Linked DNA regions of Mus musculus: regions 2, 3, 4 and 5 are each linked to region 1. Evidence: chromatin contacts called from public HiChIP or PLAC-seq and Micro-C data. All regions are on one chromosome and are shown on one strand. Each heading gives the region's core, a stretch centred on a gene start, on an enhancer-like site or on the middle of the called end of the contact. The rest is flanking DNA. Distances are from core to core; before and after follow the strand shown. Region 1 holds the start of Cnih3 (cornichon family AMPA receptor auxiliary protein 3). Region 2 has its middle 13 kb from the start of Gm32767. Region 3 holds the start of Cnih4 (cornichon family AMPA receptor auxiliary protein 4). Region 4 overlaps Gm32767 (a long non-coding RNA gene). Region 5 holds the start of Wdr26 (WD repeat domain 26).

Region 1 (2,513 bases), core at 7-2,506:
TGCAGGCAGGAGAGAAGGGAGTGGGGTGCGGAAGCCCAGCAGATGGGGTTTTGAGCCACTACTCCTGGCCTGGCTGGGACACCTTGCCACGCCCAGGAATGTGCCCCGCAGGGAGGCTCCACCAGTCACTGGCTCCAGCCAAGGCAGGTAGGCGCCCGGCGCGGTACCGCCTGGTCTCAGGATGCCAAGAACTGTGTCTCCTGCCCCGGGACAGGGGAGATGGACAAGGTCTGCCCAGAAAGTACTTCTGCCTGACCTCGCGGTCCGCCCACGCCTGCTATGTCTAAAAGGCCGGTGAAATGAGGAAATGAGGTGGGCGTGGGGGGAGGGAGGACTTTGGGGTACAGGAGAGTTAGAAGCCTCTGCAGGTTACTCACGTGCCAGATAGCGAAAAAGATGAGCGCAGCGCAGAGCACCAGGGACAGCATGTAGCAGAAAGCAGCGAAAGTGAAGGCCATGGCTGAGGACCCCGGATCCCACCACACACAAAGCCGCTCCCTGGAGACCAGTGCCTTCCCAATTAGCAGTCAGAAAGATGTCTAGTCTACACACTCCGGGTAAAAACCCAAACGACTAGAAGCACCCACGACAAGCAGAGACAGAGTTGAGGGTCAGCGAAGCCCGGACGATTCTGGCAGGACTGGAGACCCGGGACTTGGAGCGCCCACAGGCACAGAATGCCTCTGGTAGCAACAGTCCCCCTAGCCGAAGAAGAAACCTAACCAGCAGAGAACACCTGCAGACCAGTGTCAACTAGAAAGGTTCTCGAAACTAACAGGCACCGGGTGCGAGGACTCCACTCTGGACCAGGCGAGGAGGTCCGGTCCTCTGGAAAGAGCTCTCTCTGTTGGTGCCCAAGCAAAGAGGTGGGGTGAGCACGACACCCAGACTTCAACAGCCTCCGGCCAGGTGCCTGGACTCCGAATCCCAAAGCCGCTCTGTCCCCAGAGCACAAGTCTTGAGGTGGGCCAGGTCCCGTTAGCCCTGCGCCCCGGGCTGGGGTCTCCCAGCGCAGCTATGCGCACTGAGATGCATCCGGCCCCGGACCCAACCGCGTCCCCCGGCCGCCGGCTTCGGTAACCCGGTGCCTGGGAAACTGGGTCGGGCCGGGGCGGCGTGGGCTCCAGCCTGGAGGGCCAGCTCCCGGCCAGGCGGCTGCGGCGCGGGTTTCCGGCCAAGAGCGGCTCGCAGCTGAATGGGGCTCCACCTGCTGCTGCTGCTGCTTCTGCTGCTGCCGCGGGCGCCGCGAGGAATGCGGCGCTGGGACCCCTCCCTCGCGGCGCCCCACCCTCGCCGGCTCCAGAGCGCGCCCTCCCCGCGGGCGGAGACTGCAGCGGCAGCGGCGGGGGCCAGGGAGGCGGCGGAGAGAAGATGCGGTGCTCGCCCGCCTCTCGTAGGAAACTTGCGGCCCCGCGCGCGCGGAGGCGGGAGGGGCAGGGACTCTTTGAGCACGTGCGCCCGGAGAGAGTGGGAAGGCGGAAGGCTATGGCGACAACGCGTCGGCCGCCCCTAGGCTTCCAGCCCTTTGGAGCACACCAGAGCAGGGAAGTGAGGGATCGAGGGAGTGGAGGGCTCCTGTTGGTTGGGTCCTGCTTAGGCAGATTTCCCAAACTGTAATCTACTTCTGATCTAGGGTGCCTTTACTGCTCTACCCTGTGCCCCCCATAGGATTCTGAATCAGCGCCCATCCCTCGCATCCTCCACTATCCTGCTCCATCTGACCTTGGGATTATTGGAACCTGGTCAGTGGGGAGTGGGAGGTGGGGGAGGAGGGGATAAGGCAAGGGTGCAGAAAGTGTTTCTGTGTTGCTCTGTGGCATTACTAAGAGCTTACATTACTAAGAGCTTACTGTTGAAAGCAGACTCGCTCCTACCTCCAACTTTCTTAGCCTCCTTAAATAAAACCTGAATAGCAATTGAGTGTCTTCAAACCCAACAGGACCTAGCAGGGAGCAATTGGTACCCAGTCAATCCGTAAATGTAGGGACCTCTGTCACAGAGGTTAAGCATCTTAAAAAATTGTATCATAATTGCTCAATAAAAAAAAAAAAAATCCAACCCTGCAGATAGAACTTGGATTTCAGATGAGTCAGCACAGGAAGCAAGAAGAAATGTCCTGAGAGACGAGTAGCAAGCAAGTCCCCCGGGAATCTGAGGTGCACCTCAGAACATCGGATTATGTACAGAAAAGAATGCTTCGCTCCCATCCTCCCCAACCTCTGGATCTTACAGGCTTTGGCCCCTTTTCTGCCACCTCTCCATGATGGTCCCTGAAACTTAGGGAGAAGGAGTGTGATATGATTGTCCATTTGTGGCTGGCTGAGCACTCCACTGCACTTTGACAGGTCATGTATTTACCTTAACTGCCCTCCACGGCACAAAACAACTTCCCTCATGAGATCTAAGAGCTGCACCAACCTATAGGTATAGAGATACAAAGTTAGAGGACAGTTTGATACTAGTTCCATTTAGCAAAATTGTAGAGAGTGTCCTCTGGACATGAACAATTCCCC
Region 2 (2,513 bases), core at 4-2,503, 200 kb before region 1:
TGCACAGCGTTATTCAACTTGTATTTCAGCAATAAACCTCTTACTGCAAACATTGCAGGGAGCCCACGCAGGGAGCCCCACACAGGGAGCCCACGCAGGGAGCCCCACACAGGGAGCCCACGCAGGGAGCCCCACACAGGGAGCCCACGCAGGGAGCCCACGCAGGGAGCCCACGCAGGGAGCCCACGCAGGGAGAGGGATTACTATATGGTATTGGCGGAAAACTCTAGAAACAAATCTAAATGTTCAGCAAGTGAAGTCCATAAAACAAAAAATACTATACTCATACAAGGAACCGCAATGAACTATGATCAATAGCTATAAAGGGAATGGGCCGCATCCACACTCAACTAACTTCTCAACTCGAAACCTGAAACTGTACTGTTGAGAGGAGAAATCAAGTTGATCGTATTGGTTACTGTAACATTTCAGTAACCTGCAAATGGGGAGAGGAGGACGGGAGAGGACGGAAAAAGAGAGAAGGAGGGAAACAGAGAGGGAGGAATTAAATCAATTTCTCGAGGCATTTTTGTTTTGTTTTGAGATCGTCTCCCTGTGTTGCCCATCCTGACCCATAGCTGTCTATCCTCTTGCCTTGGCTTTCTGAGTGCTAGGAACCATAACAGGCACACGCTACCATGCCTGGCTTGCGATGTCATTTAAAAGACACAATTCAGCCAACATGTAAAGTCCTCCACCCCCAATGCAGAAGTAAATGGATGCCTCTTTGGGACCCCAAAGTTCCTCAACGGGGAGCAGATATTAGAGATTTAGCCAAGAGAGATGATTGTGTTGAGTCACAGAAACCCCTGTCTGTAGCCGCACCCTCCTCTTCTTAGATATGACCGTCACATCCGTGGGTGTTCATCAGGGTGGTGAGTGGGTGTCGACCTTCTGAAGGCAGCTCTGAACTTTCCCAGTTCTCCAGCCAGCAGTGTAAGCTGCCATCTGTTCAGGGACACAGAGGCCCAGGTGCCAGGCATCCTCAAACCACACCCTCTGCTCTTCTTCTGGGTGGGGGTGGGGGTGTCTGAAAGCCCATTTTCTTCACGGGCTTTGAGAGCTCCTGTCCCCTGCAGCATATTACTAAATGCTCTCCGGGGAGCAAGGAGTGATAAACTTAGAAATCAGCCAGATCTCCCGCAGTGACTAAGGACTTAAAAGGAGGAAATGATTAAGGAATCACTGAGCTGTCTGAGGGACCAAGGAGTCCCTCCACCCTGAGTCACAGGGCATAAAAAGTTACATCATAGCCAGGGTTGACTTGCATAAGTGGGGATGCTGATGCCTGTCAGGGGACGGCTCTGCCAGGGGCAACACAGTAGTGGCACATGTGCCGAGGCTGCTCAACTGGACAGAGCTCTCCAAGTACCAGTGAGAAGCCTTGAAGTCACCCTCTTCCAGTGAACCTCTCTTTATGTCCTAAGAGTAAACATGACATGGCTGGCAAATGGACCGGGCAGCCCTGGGAAAAAAAGCAGCTGGTGTGGTTTTGCTGCCATCTGCCAAAGTCTGGAGTGCCCTCATTTGTCAGTCCAGTTCTCTGGCTGTCTCTGCCTTGCTGTCCTGGCAGCTAAGTAGGCTGTGACTCTCCCTCCCCCTCCTTACACAGCTCTTAGGCTCCTGCTGTCCTGCTCTTTCTGTTTCAGTCCCTTGGTTCTAGCAGTATCCTGCTGGGACTTGAATTCCCATGTCCTCTAAGCTGCACAGGGCTGGGACAGGGGGTTGGAGGTTTCTAATGTACAGATAAAGTTACTAAGGTTTCTGGCTTTAGGTGTCACCTAGAAGGCCTCCCTGATTACTTAACTCCTTTCTCCCATGGCAGTACAAGAACTGATCCCATAAAAGAACTTGTCAAAAACCAGGAGGAAAAGCAAGCTAGGCTCCCTCTGGTTCACCTCCAATAGCAGTGACTGCAGGATATCCTAAGCCTGACTCCCAGGCACTAAGGATGGAGGAAGTAATACCTACTTTAGAGAGGGGCAACAGCAAGTCAGGAAATAAAGTCAAGCTGCAGAGGCCACAGGACAATCCCTTGTCCTCCACTCCCCAAAGATGCCTCCCTAGTGAAGGTCCTTATTACCCTGCACAGCAAGTGGGACATCAGCCAGCAAGGACTTTACTAGCTCATTTTCTCTGTGCTAGCATAAGAAAGAGTGCAACTTGCTGGCTGAAATGGCAAAAGGGAAATAAAAACATGCAAGCAAAGAAGGAAGCAAAGAAGGAAGAGAGGAGGGAAGGAAGGAAGGAAGGAAGGAAGGAAGGAAGGAAGGAAGGAAGGAAGGAAGGAAGGAAGAAAGGAAGAGAGGGAACAAGGGAGGGAGGAAAGAAGGGAAGAAGGGAGGAAAGAAGGGGGGCAGGAAACACTTCATCTCAGATTCAAAAGTGCTTTTGACCCCTTGTGGCTCCAAGTCGCTCCATCATAGCAGCAACCACAGCCTTGGCTTTGCTGTGAAACTTTGCAGCCAGAAACTGGATCCACCCATCCTCTGGCCGTGGATAGACCCAGCTTT
Region 3 (2,513 bases), core at 10-2,509, 200 kb after region 1:
CCCTTTTATTCAGTTCCTCAAAGCTAATAAAACACAGGGCTCTTTGCATGAGAAATCATCAAAGTAAGAACTGCTGCTAGATAATTTCAATTGGGCAGCCACTGGGTGTTTGACACAAATTCTCACTGTGTATATTTAGGAAATACATATCTACAATCCTAAAGAAAATCGAAGCAGGTAAGATACAGTACTGGGCAAGGTTCATAGTTCCAAAGTTTGTTTCTTCCTATTAAGACAAACTGTCAGTTCATCATAAAAGCGGGAAATATATTCTGTGCAGCCATTCCAGGGCTGCACAAACAAAAAGTTCAATTCGATCAGAAAAGAGGACGTGATTTCATAGGGAAAGGGGCAACAGCCACAGGTCCTGGAGCACTTTACTAGTCATATCTAATTACTTAAAAGTGGTCTGTGCATTACACTACTGCATTACAGCAGCGTGCTGTAACAAAGACTATCATCCCCCAAGGACTGAGAGTACTGAAGTCACATCACACAACTACTACAGTGCTAGGCTGAAGAACACCATGTACTGGTCTGGAAAATACTGTTTGAAACCTGTAACAGAAACAACTATAGAAAATACTGAATGTTAACACGGATTTTATATATATATATATAAAGTTTAGAAACTGGGGATTAAGCCACAGGTATAGTTACTGAGTTTACAGATAGTCCACTGCGGAAGGCAACCAGAAACACTTTGTGGATGCTTCTTTCAAAAACCCTAAAGAACTGCACGTGAAGGAAGCACACCGCCAGTTCTTGGAATGAGTCATCTCCTGGGTGTGGGGAGTCTCCAGAAGGGCAGACACCCACAAGGACAAAGGGGCAAGGGTGCTGCCGGGGACTAGAGAAGGCGGCAAAGCCTCAGGCCGGCCGGCTATGCCCCTGAACGGCTTCGCTCTCTCGGGGACCCCCGGCGGCCCAGGCAGGCGAAGAGGAGGCAGGGGGAGCTGGCTCAGGCCCGCCCGAGGCGCAGCGAGGCTCCTCCGCTCGCGACCCGGGCCCGCGCCGCCGCCCCCTCACCCCAACCTGCCAGCGCCCGCCGGGCCCACCCTCTGCCCATTGCCCCGGCGGTAGCCCTGGGAACGAGCGGCGGCCGCGGCCCGCTTCAACCAAGGATACGAAGTAGACGGAGAGGAAGATGAGCGCGCAACAGTCGAGGAGCGAGAAGAGGAACACCACCGCCTCCATCCTCCGCCGCCGCTCCGCCCGTCAAACCAGCTTCGGGCCGCGCCGCTGGGATAGGCGGCATGCCGGGAGTTGTGGTCCAAAAACGCCACCTCCGCGACGCGATGCATGATGGGAAATGAAGTTCACTAGTGCCCAGGGAGCATAGCAGGTGGACCTCACCCTCATTTAGTATCCACTGCATGAAGTTACTCACCCTGTATGAAATTTTCTGTCTCTCTTTTACTTTGTATCCATCCTTCCTTGCCTATCATATGAAATTTTCTGTCTCTCTTTCACTTTGTATCCATCCTTCCTTGCCTATCATTGTTGGTTTCTGTGGAATGCGCTTTGTATGCGAGTGGTATGATCTTGCTCTGTAAGCCCAGCCTGGCCTCTAACTTGGGTCTCTTTGCATTGGGATTATTGGCATAGGTCTCCACACATGGCTGCTTTAACGCCTGTTCTCTACCCTCCTGCATTCTATAACTTTTCATCTCAAATACAAAGCCACTGAGTTCTGCTCTTCAGTTCCTGACCTGTTTCCCCAGCACTTACCCAGTTGCTTGCCAATTCTTGATAACAGCAAGCTTTCTCACCTCTGAATTTGAAGAATTTTACAGAATCCAGTTATCAACCTTTTTTTAAAGAGGGAGGCAAATAATTTTTACTACACCCTTACTATAGACCAAGAGCTACTGTACACTTCAAGTGCAGAGATGAACAGAGCAAACAACTGCTCTGGTGGTTAAAAGGGCAATAAAGTAGCAACTAAATATTCAAAACAGAACTTGGGTGGGTTCTGTTGCCTTTGGAAGCCAATTCCAGCAGCCATTCACTCGCTCATCCATTTATTTAACTTTCATTTTAAATTTAAATTTAAAGCAGGTAGTGTATGTGAGGCACTGTTCTAGGTCTTAAGAGACACAATGAACAGAGAGGGGAGGCACCCACAAGCCTGCACCTTGCATAGTAAGTGTAGGGGAGATAGAATAAACCACAGAAATTAAAAGCAGTCCCAAGTACCCTGAAGGGCAGGAAGAAACCCCTGAAGAGCAGCAGAGACCAGGCTGAGGGTTTCACACAGGGTTGGACGATTTACAAGGAGCAGAGAGGCCCAAGACAGTAGGCACTTGCTGTGCTTAAAAAGAAAAAAGAAAAAAAAACAGGATGGGGTAGGGGGTGTGCTGGAGGGATGGCTCCCTGGATTCCATTCCCAGAATCTGGATGGCAGCTCACAACTGTCTGTAATTCCATCTCCACGGATCCAGCACCCTTTTTACCACCACACTGGGCCTGTCCTACATCCCTTAGATGGTCTTTTATCCTGAGAAAATGTA
Region 4 (2,513 bases), core at 6-2,505, 180 kb before region 1:
TACACACATGACACACACATATACACAGACACACATACACACACAACATAAACACACATACACATATATACATATAACACACACATATACACATACACAGACATACACTCCATATATGCATACATACATACATACATACATACATACATATACACAACACACACACTGCAAAAGAATACTAAATAATTTACGAGCCAGATTCCATTCATATCCCATGCTTGTAATCCTAGTGTTTGCGAGTGGAGGCAGGAAGATCAGAGCTGAAGGCCAGCTTCAGCTACACACTGAGTTTGAGGCCAGTCTGTGCTACAGGAGATATAGTACCATCGATAGCAGAATTAATATCATAGGCTAGAGAGATGGCTCGGTGGCTAAAGCACTTGTAACAGAGTCATGAAGACTGAGCCTGAGATCCCCAGAAACTATGTAAAAGGTTGGCAGATGCGCTGGTCACCTTAATCCCAACACTGGAGAAACAGACTGCGGATCCCTTGGACAAGCTGGCCAGTTACACTAGCCAGAATTGGCAAGTTCCGTTCAGTTGAGAGATCCTGCCTCAATAGATTAAGTGGAACGCAATCAAGGAAGACACCCAATGTCAACTTTGTCAAATGTGTGTCTGTTTACATAGACACATGCACACACTCACGCATACACGAACATGCAAACATACATGTATGCATAAGCACACACCACAGTAGACAGCTCAGAGGACTCTTATAAGCTGGGCGCCAATCCCCCAAATCCAGGAATGAGATGTTCATAGCATTCAGGATGCTTCTGTCACAAGGCATCATTTCTAACAAGGGGAATCAACTTGTGGTAGTTCAAATATGCTTGGCCCAGGGAGTGGCTCAGGAAATGGCACTATTTGTGGGTGTGGCCTTGTTGGAGGAGGTGTGCCACTGTAGGTGTGGGCTTTAAGACCCTCCTCCTAACCACATGGGAGCCAGTCTTCTGTTTGTCTTCAGAATAAGATGTAGAACTCTCAGCTCCTCCTACACCATGTCTGCCTGGATGCTGCCATGCTCCTGCCTTGATGATAATGAACTGAAGCTCTGAACCTGTAAGCCAGACCCAGTTAAACGTTGTCCTAGGTTCTGGTGTCTGTTCTCAGCAGTAGAACGCTAACTAAGACACGGTTGTATGGCTTCCTATTCTGCATGTATAAATAGAACAGTGTGGTATATTCTCTTTAGGTCCAGCTGCTTGGGCTCAGCAGCCTGCATGGAATATTCATCACACTGACTGACTATGGAAGCTATGACTCATTCTCACTAGTGCAGAGAAGTCTCCTGGATGAGCGAGCCTACTGCAACTGATCTCTGTCCGTGTGCATCGTGCTGTTTCCAGCAGGGACTTGACATACTCGGCTGACAGTTAATGATCTTTATTCCCTGAACCATCCAGTTGCCTGGCATCAGGCCACATAGCAAACTTAGCAGGCCCGAGTTTAGCCAGCCCAGTCATAGAACAAAGTATTTCAGAGCCATATGGCAAGAAAGACAGAGGAAGACTGATAAAAAATAAAAATTGTCCTGTACTGGATAGAACTCAAGACATCATCACAAAACTATAGAACACAGTAACGTTCCAAGGACTCCTTCCATACACTAGTTCTCTGTACGAGCCTCACAGTGACATCAGAACAATGGGATGCTTTGTGTAATCCCTGACCAACATGCTGCGGTGATGTGACCCTCTCGGCATTGCTAGATTTTGTTACAAGACACACCTGAAACCTACTCCTTTTATGGAGAGAGACACCAATCTGGTTTAAATTACTTCTCCTGCTGGCTTACCAGTTTGCTCTTCTTATCTCAGTGTGTGTTTGCCTTTCAGAAGGAATTGAGCCGTTCATTAGGCAGGAAGTAAGACTCCGTGAGCTCGGAGAAGCCAGCCCACCCCTCCACCTGGTTTGTAGTTAGTAACACAGTCTCTACTGTAAGAATTTTTATTTTATTAGCGTTGACATTTACTCCTGCATTTGAATTGCAGAAAACCACCCTCCCAAAATAAACTCTCAAAGCCCTGTTGACCTTGCCATCTGCATGAATTATGTAGTAGCAAATGTTAAGGTCCCACTTCGAGGCTTTGCCTGATGATGAGACTTCCTGTTTCCTATGTGAAATAAAAAAGGAGGGTGGGTGGGGAAGCAGGGAGAGGGGACCCACCAGAGGGGACATTACCATGGTTAGTAACTGGATCCACGCGATGGCGTCCTGGAGCAGTCATGGGTGAGAAGCATGTGGGCACATTTATAATTTGCAGGGAACACTGGTAACCCTGTCAGTTGACTCCGTGTGCATAAATACTGTTTTGGATAAGGATGGGGGAGAAAAGCTGTCTGTAGTCCTGAGGAGTTCTTCTACATCATTGGTCAGTTCTCCATATGGAAGATAAATGTTCGCTTCAACAGCTTTGAGTTTGAAATAGTACTGAGTTTTGACCCAGGAAAGACTAGAAGAACATCAAGAGCCCACGGACCTGGATGTCGGGCCCTGATCCCTGCC
Region 5 (2,513 bases), core at 10-2,509, 140 kb after region 1:
CCTGGTCTCTGTCTCTCTTCCCAGTCTCAAGATGAAGAGAGCTCAGGATTCTTGACAAATCATAGGCTAATTTTTATTACACTTCTAAATTTAAAAAAGGCTGTCCCCAAAGACCTAAAAATTACTGAGCTGTGAGTGTTGTAAATTTCAGAGACATAAGATGTATTGCTTAAGGCTGTTGGGTCTGTTTGTTTGGTCTTTTTGTTGTTGTTTTCCTCCCAAATGGAAGTCACGTCAGGAAAAATATCTGTCCACACCAGGTCTACATGCTACGACCCAAGTCCATGAAACTGACTAGGGCCCCATGGACCATTTGCCACAGAGTAACATAGTTACTCAGTTCTCTGCTGCTGTGTTTCTCCACTCAAGAAAGCCGTTTAAAGCGCTGGGACAGTGAAACTCCGGCCACTTGAAAATTTCAAACCAGAATCTGAAACGGTGCCCCAATCCCACCCCTCGGTCAGAGGTACAGGAACCAGGAACAAGACATCTGAGCGAGCACTTAAAAGAAAGACAAAACAAACCTAGTAAAACTCCAAAGCAAAGCGCCTCTACACACCCTCAGCCTTTGAAACGTCTTGCCCCCACGAGTTGTTGTTTTTCCTCCCAGAGGGAAGGCAGTTTACGGCCGACTTCGCCTTCCCAGGGTGGAGCACACTCAGCTCTGCTGTCATCTCCCTTGTCCTGGACTGACACGGATACAACTGTGTGTGGTGCTTGGCTGTGCAAGTTCAAGTGTTTCCACCCTAAACCGAGGCAGTGGTTAAATCCTGAGTGCAGAGCAAGAAGCCGGTGGCCAGGGGCCTAGCACACCCTTGTGCTCGAAGTCACAAGCTGCAAAACCAGGCCGCCGGCGGCCCCACCCTGGCCCGTGCCAGTGCGTCTGCGGCCCCCTCCACGCCGGCCGCTCGCTCCTTTCTGGGTCACTCAGGGTGCAGGGCGAGGACGTGATCTCCGCCTCCCACCCTGCAGGGCCCCGGAGCGAGGCTGCGAACTTACTGCAGGCCGAGCTCGCACGCCTGACCCGGGGAGCCAGGGCGGCCTCGCACAGGCGGGCCAGGTCGTGCTGAGTCGCGCCTCCCCGCCGGGGCCGGACCCCCACCCCCGGCCGCCCTCGCCTTCACCCCACGGCCTCACCCCGGCCGCCGGACACACACGTGCCGGGTGACAGCCCCCTATAGGTTCCATACCTGCTGCCGGAAGTGAGCGAGGAGGGCAGTATAGGCATTTCCTGTGACGCCAGCGCCCGGACTCCATTAGACAGCAGCTGGGGGAAGAATCAACACACCAGGGAGCGGAGCGGCGCGGACCCAGCACCGAGGCGGCCGCTGCCTCCGCCGCCGCCTCCGCCGCCGCCGTCCGGGCTCCCAGCTTCGGGCCCGCGCCCCCCCCAGTGCCCGCGAGCCCCCGGGCCGCGCCGCGAGCGCCTCCGGAGGGGGGGGGAAGGGCCCGGTCCTCCTTCTCCCCCTCCTCCCGCCCCGCCGACCCCCGCCGCGCCCCGCCGGCCTCCCACCACGGCCTCTCTCGGCGAGGAAACTCTGGCCTCCGCTTCCTCCTCCTCCGACTCGGACGCCGGCGGAGCCTCCCCGCCCCCGCGAAAGAAGCCCCGAGCCTCGGCGGCGGAGGGAGCAGGAGAGCCCGGGGCCTCGGCGGGCCGAGCAGGCCTCCCCCCCCCGCCCTCGCCCTCGCCGGCCGCCTCCTCCTCCTCCTCCTCCGTGGTGGTGGTGGTGGGACTGCCTCCGGCCGCCCCCGCCGCCCCGCAGCGGAGCAGCGGCCACAGCCTGGTCAGCGGCGGCACCATGCAGGCCAACGGGGCGGGAGGAGGCGGCGGCGGGGGCGGCGGGGGCCAGGGCCAGACCCCGGAGCTCGCCTGCCTGTCGGCGCAGAACGGGGAGTCGTCCCCTTCGGCGACGTCCGCGGGGGACCTGGCCCACGCCAACGGGCTCCTGCCTGCCGCCCCCTCCGCCGCTGGCAACAATAGCAACAGCCTGAGTGTCAATAACGGGGTTCCCGGCGGGGCCGCCGCGGCCTCCGCCACCGCCGCCGCCGCCCAGGCCACCCCCGAGCTGGGCAGCAGCCTCAAGAAGAAGAAGCGGCTCTCGCAGTCCGATGAGGATGTCATTAGGCTCATAGGACAGCACCTCAATGGCCTAGGGCTCAAGTAAGTGTCCGTCCTACAACTGGTGAGGGCCAGGCCGGGGCCGAGCGGCCGGGTGGGTTGCGGGGACCCCGGGGCCCAGTGCGCAGGAGGCCGGGGACAGACAGCCCTGGGGGGGGGGGCGGTGGAGGGGAGGTCTAGGAAAGGGAATCGGCCCGATGTCTTAAGGCCAGCCGAGCCGCCTGGGCTGGGGAGGGGTAGTGGAAACCCAGGGCGACCCCTCCCCGCGCACCTCCAGAGCAGGATTGTCTGTCCGGGAAGGCGGACACCGAGGTTGTTTATGCTGGGGGAGGGGTGGATCAGAGCGGTGGAAATAATGAACCTTGGAGGATTTGTTTTTCAAGTGTGTCTCAGA

What was found. A called contact is a pair of places that touch in the nucleus more often than the background predicts. HiChIP or PLAC-seq counts read pairs in DNA pulled down with a chosen protein or histone mark.
Region 2: a contact with region 1 is called in an HNF4G HiChIP or PLAC-seq map of pancreatic cancer cells. The contact joins the enhancer-like site here to the promoter of Cnih3 in region 1. A contact is called at or near these places in 11 of 39 promoter capture datasets (the 3T3-L1 cell line, 3T3-L1-derived adipocytes, the HPC-7 cell line and 6 more), 12 of 484 Hi-C or Micro-C datasets (the C2C12 cell line, the G1E-ER4 cell line, the HL-1 cell line and 6 more) and 11 of 115 datasets of contacts at active chromatin or transcription factors (bone marrow-derived macrophages, craniofacial prominence, embryonic basal ganglia and 7 more).
Region 3: a contact with region 1 is called in a Micro-C map of embryonic stem cells, with 2.9 times the contacts expected there. The contact joins the promoter of Cnih4 here to the promoter of Cnih3 in region 1. A contact is called at or near these places in 1 of 39 promoter capture datasets (liver), 2 of 484 Hi-C or Micro-C datasets (both in embryonic stem cells) and 2 of 9 other capture datasets (adipose tissue and liver).
Region 4: a contact with region 1 is called in an H3K4me3 HiChIP or PLAC-seq map of forebrain, with 3 times the contacts expected there. The contact joins the enhancer-like site here to the promoter of Cnih3 in region 1. A contact is called at or near these places in 15 of 39 promoter capture datasets (the 3T3-L1 cell line, 3T3-L1-derived adipocytes, the HPC-7 cell line and 9 more), 13 of 484 Hi-C or Micro-C datasets (the C2C12 cell line, the G1E-ER4 cell line, the HL-1 cell line and 8 more), 14 of 115 datasets of contacts at active chromatin or transcription factors (SST interneurons, bone marrow-derived macrophages, craniofacial prominence and 10 more) and 2 of 9 other capture datasets (liver and macrophages).
Region 5: a Micro-C map of embryonic stem cells shows a contact between it and region 1, with 2.4 times the contacts expected there. The contact joins the promoter of Wdr26 here to the promoter of Cnih3 in region 1. A contact is called at or near these places in 1 of 39 promoter capture datasets (the SN4741 cell line), 6 of 484 Hi-C or Micro-C datasets (cerebral cortex, cortical neurons, embryonic stem cells and 1 more), 2 of 115 datasets of contacts at active chromatin or transcription factors (bone marrow-derived macrophages and double positive thymocytes) and 1 of 9 other capture datasets (adipose tissue).

Annotation. Positions count from the first base shown.
Region 1 is chr1:181,351,371-181,353,883 of GRCm38.p6, reverse strand. Cnih3 (cornichon family AMPA receptor auxiliary protein 3) reads right to left here and starts at 1,256. Exons shown (of 6, transcript NM_001160211.1): 1 at 378-1,256. The coding sequence starts at 458.
Region 2 is chr1:181,551,686-181,554,198 of GRCm38.p6, reverse strand. No RefSeq gene overlaps it. Among named protein-coding and RNA genes, the nearest start is that of Gm32767, 13 kb to the right of the region's middle. Within about 2 kb of position 1,253, at least 113 of the 459 cell types and tissues checked have an H3K27ac peak or open chromatin away from gene starts, as enhancers often do. A contact at or near this core is called in the C2C12 cell line, the G1E-ER4 cell line, the HL-1 cell line and 3 more, where this site is marked.
Region 3 is chr1:181,149,677-181,152,189 of GRCm38.p6, reverse strand. Cnih4 (cornichon family AMPA receptor auxiliary protein 4) reads right to left here and starts at 1,259. Exons shown (of 5, transcript NM_030131.3): 1 at 1,129-1,259. The coding sequence starts at 1,197.
Region 4 is chr1:181,534,488-181,537,000 of GRCm38.p6, reverse strand. It overlaps Gm32767 (a long non-coding RNA gene), which reads left to right. Exons shown (of 3, transcript XR_373754.2): 3 at 1,200-2,005. Among named protein-coding and RNA genes, the nearest start is that of Gm32767, 4.3 kb to the left of the region's middle. Within about 2 kb of position 1,255, at least 72 of the 459 cell types and tissues checked have an H3K27ac peak or open chromatin away from gene starts, as enhancers often do. A contact at or near this core is called in SST interneurons, forebrain, hippocampal neurons and 2 more, where this site is marked.
Region 5 is chr1:181,210,724-181,213,236 of GRCm38.p6, reverse strand. It overlaps Wdr26 (WD repeat domain 26), which reads left to right and starts at 1,259. Exons shown (of 14, transcript NM_145514.5): 1 at 1,259-2,161. The coding sequence starts at 1,800. It overlaps Gm38664, which reads right to left and starts at 1,801. Exons shown (of 6, transcript XM_011238899.2): 1 at 1,738-1,801; 2 at 1,191-1,427. The coding sequence starts at 1,801.